2 separate regions of the Anas platyrhynchos genome follow, and region 1 is linked to region 2. The links are chromatin contacts, called in public Hi-C maps. All regions are on one chromosome and are shown on one strand. The core of a region is the stretch at or near the end of the contact, and the rest is flanking DNA. Distances in the headings are between cores, read along the strand shown. Region 1 holds the start of HECTD2 (HECT domain E3 ubiquitin protein ligase 2). Region 2 overlaps RPP30 (ribonuclease P/MRP subunit p30).

Region 1 (2,700 bases), core at 45-2,544, 180 kb before region 2:
ATTATGGTAATTTGATGCTGGTAATTTCTAGTAAATCTGATACTTATCAGAACCATTGAACCGTAGTCTCATAACTATATTAGTATAGGGTTGATAAAACGTTTGCTTCATTGATGGACTGAATAAGTTACAACAAGCTTTAACATTGAATTATACACAATAAGTGGCATATGCCAGGAAAATTTTATGTTTCCCAATATTGTACAGTCAGCAGAAAGAAAATTGTAATTCAAATATGATTAAATATCTCAAATGAGGTTTCTTGAAACTAAATTGCTCTGGCAAATACCTTTCTCGACGTTTAGTTTTTTAAACCCACGTTAACTCATTCATCACTTACCGAGCTGTTCCGTCATCTTGGCTTCAACACAACGCAAAAAAACGGAAGAGACTTCTAAATAAAAAGTTAAAAATACAGGAGCCTCTCCCAGCTGGCTGCTGCCACACGCGCATTAGGAGCCGGAGCCCCCGCTCCCAAACCCCCACCGACAGCGCTGCAAATCCTCAGCCATGACTAACCCGAGCGAGCAGACCGTCGTAAAATGTTACAGAACTATAAGTAGAGGGAGAATTTATAGCTCCGTTATGTCACCGCTTCCAGGCGCGCTCGGTATTTTTAAGAAACTTGAATGAAAGCCGCCCCGGGCTCGGCAGCTGAGGGGCGCCGCCGGCGGTGCCCGCCCGGAGCGGGGCGCGGAGCAAGCGCCCGCCGAGCCCCGACCTACCCCGGCCGCCGCGCTGGATGCCGCCGGGAGGGGCGGCAGCTTCTCCTTCTCCCTCTCCTTCTCCCCTTCCTCCTCCTCTTCTTCTTCCTCACCCTCGCCTTCCTCCTCCTCGGCCGCCGGCGGGGCCGCGCTGCCCTGGCCCAGCTCCGCGCCCGGCGGCAGCTCCGCGCCGGGGTCGGGGTCGGGGCCGGGGCCGGGGCCGGGGGGGAGGTCGGCGGCAGCCGTGGCCGTCGGGGGTATCGGCAGCGACATGGCCCCGCTCCTGGCCCCGCTCCCGGCTCCTGGCCCCTCGCCGGTGCCCGCACCCCGTCCCCTCGGGCCAGCAGCCGCTCCGAGGAGCTCCGCGCCGCTCCGCTCCGCTCGCGCAGCAGCGGGGCTGCTCCCGGGCGCCCAGACACCCCCGCACGGCGGGGCGGAGCGCGGCCCGGCCGCCCCCGCCGCGGCCCGGCGAAGAGCGGGGTGGGAGCGTGCGGGACGGAGCGGGGCGGAGGCGGCCGGCGGCGCCGTCCCCCGCTGCCCCCGCGCCCCGCTCAGCCGCCGCGCCACCTACAGACGGCGGGCAGCCGGAGGGGCGGCCGCCGCCATGTTGTTTATAGGCGCCTCATAGAAACGCGCCTGGCGACCGGGGGCGCCGCGCGGGGGCAGCGGAGGACACGGCTACGGAAACTCCGTAGCGCAGGAAAAGGCGCCGGGCGGGGAGCGCGGGCGCCGGCCGTATGGGAATCGCGGCTGTGCTCCGCACTCTGCGCAGCCGCTGTGGTGGGGGGCGAGCCCGGTGCTGCGGCCGCGGGCCTGAGGGGGCTGGTGCAGGACAGCGAGTGAATTAAGTATACGAGTAATTAATGAGGGGTTACGGATAAGGGACTTCGGGGTGGGTGCCGGCGGGGCGCTACCGTTCCTCCTCCTCGTCATCATCTCAGCCGTGGTGTGCGTTACACTCGCAGGCAGGGTTTGGGGTTTGTCACAGCGCCTTGTTACCACATGGTAATATAATTACAGTTTCACGTTCTTTAATGAGGAAAATAAAGAAGCTGAGCATAAAAAGATTCTCTCCGTGTCTCACTGGCATAGACAGAGCGCAGCCAGGATCCAGCAGCAGCAGAAGCTCAGGACCTCTGAGGCATGACCCATTTTCAGAGCCTCAGTGCCATACCCTGGGCTTGCTGAAGCTTTGCTGTTTAACAAAATAAAATAATAATAATAATGTTTAGAAGACACGCTATCTTGAACTGGTCGTAATACAACATCTAGTGTAAATGTCTAGGGGTACTGACCTACCACTTGACTTGGTAAGCAAAGCTATGGGGAGTCCTACATGAGAGGGCTGTTGTGGTTGTTTATACTGAGCAACAAAACATTTAGGTCCTTCAAACTACTAGCTGCCACCTGAAGCTAGCTGCTTTCAGATCTTAATTAGCCTAGAGACTTCCCCTCCTAGTGCAGGAATCAAAGGAGTGCGAATAGTTATGTACAAGAAATCTTAAAGATGGTTTCTTGGATAGAGGTAAACCACACAATAGTTTTTCCCCGGAACTGGCATTACACAAGTAGCTCCCGCAGGTTGGAGCTGTGGTAAAGATCTCTGTATGATGCATAAAAGCAAGGGCATAATTGGTACTGCAGTGGTAATCTAACACATTGAAAAATGCTTTCCATTTGTGAAGGAACTGGCAGACCTAAAGTTTATTAGGTTTCATTAAGAAATCCCTTTGTCTCCCTACCAAGTTAAATTTGAAAGCCGTTCTTTCCAAGAAGTTCACTTCTCACTGTGCTTGCCTCCAAGTTGCTCTCAGTGGTTGGCATGAGTAAGTGGCTCACTGCAGTTAAACGAAGCCCCCCAAAACTCACTCATTTTTTTATTTTCCTTGCCGAGAAATAACATAATGATAGTAATTGCAACAACTTCAGTACAAGCAGCTATACACCCAGTGGTAGTTCTCAACTGGAAGTAATTGGCATAGTGGTTCTGTGGAGC
Region 2 (2,772 bases), core at 121-2,620:
TACAACCCCTTCTGAAAACCCAGTCTCTGGAGAAGGCTCAGGATGGCAGCTGAGGTCATGGTTTAAAAGCTTAGCTCTGAAATCACACTGCAATTTATACTCTGTATTAATAGTGGGAAAGAATGAACAAAGCGTGGAGGAAGTCCACACTGACACACAGGGAAAATTAAGCGGACGTAAAAGGGAGCCCTCCATTTACATATAATCTCTTGCATGCAAGACTTGTAGGAATTATATATGCCTACCCTGTAAAGGTTATTACACAGAACCAGATTAATGCCTGTAAGTGACGTTGTAACAAAGAAGATCAAGTGTGCTGAAGATGTTCAAAAGGAATTTTCTACATGTAGGGGAACACTTTGTGTTCAGAAACTTGCCAGCAACTGCTCCAAATACACCTGGGCCAGGTGCCAGCCATTCATCCCTCTTTGCAGCAGCATGAAAGCAATGGGGCTGCAGGGTGGCTGCACTCTGCTCTAATGCAGGGCTGGCTACAGCTCTGCAACCTCACCTTTTACCAGTTTGTTCACATGAAATTTGGACAGAGATGAGAGCAGAGGCCCAGCTTTAGGAATGTTTCTTAGCTGTTGATAGCGCTCCTTTCCAGATAAGAGACCTGCACCATACATCCAGACAATTCAAGGATCATGCCAACCACACGGTTTTTGATGTTAAACTGTCTGTACTAGGCCATTCAAGCTAACCTTTATCCGCATGCCCTACCTTTACCAATTCTGTTACGCGTGACACGGGTTAAATCTACTACAAATGCAAGTCTAAAATACAAGTTTAGCCTTTCTGTAGCCAAATTTAATATTTTCTTATGTGGGATACAAACTACCATCTAGACAGAGGTGATTTACAGGAACTCACGTCCTAGAGAAGAGGCCACAGGAAATTCAGAAAAGAGAGAAAGACAAAAAATGAAGGAAAGCAAGAATACACACCAGAAGCAGGCAAGTCACCCCATGCAATGAGAAAACAAGCTTTCCTAATCAGCTCCAGAAACACTGGAAAACTCTCTTCCATTTTGCCAATTAAGCACAGTGGGAAAGGGAGTGACCCAAGTGCCAGGATAACTACAGGATTCCAGTGACAAGAACACATCAGAAAACACCACCGAGGAAAAACAAAATTAAGAGTCATACTTCCCCATATAGAGGAATACCCGAAAGCATGGAAAGTTGGCAAAAAGATTTCTCCAAACACTCCAATGTTCAGCCCAGCTTTGGCTTCTGGACAAGTCACACACAGAGGCAGGTTAAGGTTAGCCAGTCTGCTAAAAGGATCTGAAGTGCACAAACTTCATGCAGAAAACACCATGGAGCAATTGCACAGCCCAGTGCCTCTCTGGCCACGCTGCAGGCAAGAGCCCCATCTGCTGGGAAACTGCCAACAGCCAAAAATAAATTCGTCAGTGCTCAGTCTGAAGACAGCCAGGTTTGCTTTGGCAAACATTTTTACAAATCAACTTTGAAACCTGGGTTTGCAGTACATCCTCAGACTTAAATAAGCACGATTTTTTAGATACTGGTTATTTGCTAATTGCCTGCAAATAGCAGGCAGAACTAACATGAATAAAACAGAAACATTAGAATAAAACATTTTTGAAAAGCAACAGGCCCGACCTTAATGCTGGCACAGAGTGGGCATTCCAGTTTCAGCCCCAAACAATCCTCTTTGAGAGCCTTAAAGAAGCACATTCTACAATTATCTTGGCAAACAGAGCTTCCTCACACCCCTGAGGATACAAATTACTCGTAGAATTTGAGCACATCTTTCAGTACACATCACTGCCCCTCTCAGTCACTGGAAAGCTTCCTTTGCTTGTGACGAGAGGGCACAGACTATTTTTAGGCCACGCTAAAATTAAAGCACATCTCTAATGGTCACGTATATCTCACAAACACATGAACAGTCCTGCTCTGTGGAGAAGAATCTAAGTGCCAAATTGTTGGTGAGAAAGCTGATGCTTTTGAGGTAACGCGAAGTTACCAACAGCCAGTTAAAAAAATAAAACTTATGGAGCAAGACCCACCCTATAAGGCTTTATCCTAAACAGTGAAAGATCTGAGTTGTAAGAGCCAGAGGTATATATTGAAACTCCATGTTCCAGATGCTCCCAGCTGATACCTCTACAAAATTGACAGAGCTCTCCACTCACACTTAGAAACCTTGAAGCTTTAAACAAAAGACAAACATACAAATCTGTTCTGAATTTGAACATGTAAGGATGAAGGTCTTTACCTTATGCAGTCTGAAAGAAACATGCTTGGGTTTCTTCCCCAGCTCAAGAGCACTACCATCATGACAGAAATTAAGATGGGCTCATGGACAATCCTGCTTCCTTCCTATCAAGCTCCTCCATTTCAGCATTAATGATACAACATAGGAGCTTGCAATAGGTCAGCTGTGTCACAATTTCATTTTCATTTTTCTGTAATCAAAAGATTTTAACCAAAATCTGACCTGTTTTCAGATGCTCAATCAAATCACTCACACCTGCCGTTCCCACATTTTTAGATTTTTTTTTTTAAATTAAAGATATGAGAAAGACTGAGAAAACTAACACCTATCACCCCACAAGCTGAGCTGATTATCAGTCTGCTTTGGACAGCGTTTTAAAACTAGTAATTGTTCTGATGGGAGAAGTCTATTCAGGATGGGAAAAATAAAATGATATGATGTTTGGTGCCATTATTAAGAGCTGAAGAATTACTGCACCTAATGGCATTTAGGTACCAGCTTGCCACAGTGAGCATCTCCTGCAGT

What was found. Hi-C and Micro-C count contacts between places; a contact is called where the count stands out from the background.
Region 1: a contact with region 2 is called in a Hi-C map of subcutaneous adipose tissue, with 1.9 times the contacts expected there. The contact joins the promoter of HECTD2 here to the enhancer-like site in region 2. A contact is called at or near these places in 3 of 8 Hi-C or Micro-C datasets (liver, skeletal muscle and subcutaneous adipose tissue).

What each region holds. Positions count from the first base shown.
Region 1 is chr6:24,203,468-24,206,167 of IASCAAS_PekinDuck_T2T, reverse strand. It overlaps HECTD2 (HECT domain E3 ubiquitin protein ligase 2), which reads right to left and starts at 1,294. Exons shown (of 20, transcript XR_011810068.1): 1 at 726-1,294.
Region 2 is chr6:24,021,754-24,024,525 of IASCAAS_PekinDuck_T2T, reverse strand. All of the region lies in intron 5 of RPP30 (ribonuclease P/MRP subunit p30), which reads right to left. Among named protein-coding and RNA genes, the nearest start is that of RPP30, 6.2 kb to the right of the region's middle. Within about 2 kb of position 1,370, at least 1 of the 8 cell types and tissues checked has an H3K27ac peak or open chromatin away from gene starts, as enhancers often do. A contact at or near this core is called in subcutaneous adipose tissue, where this site is marked.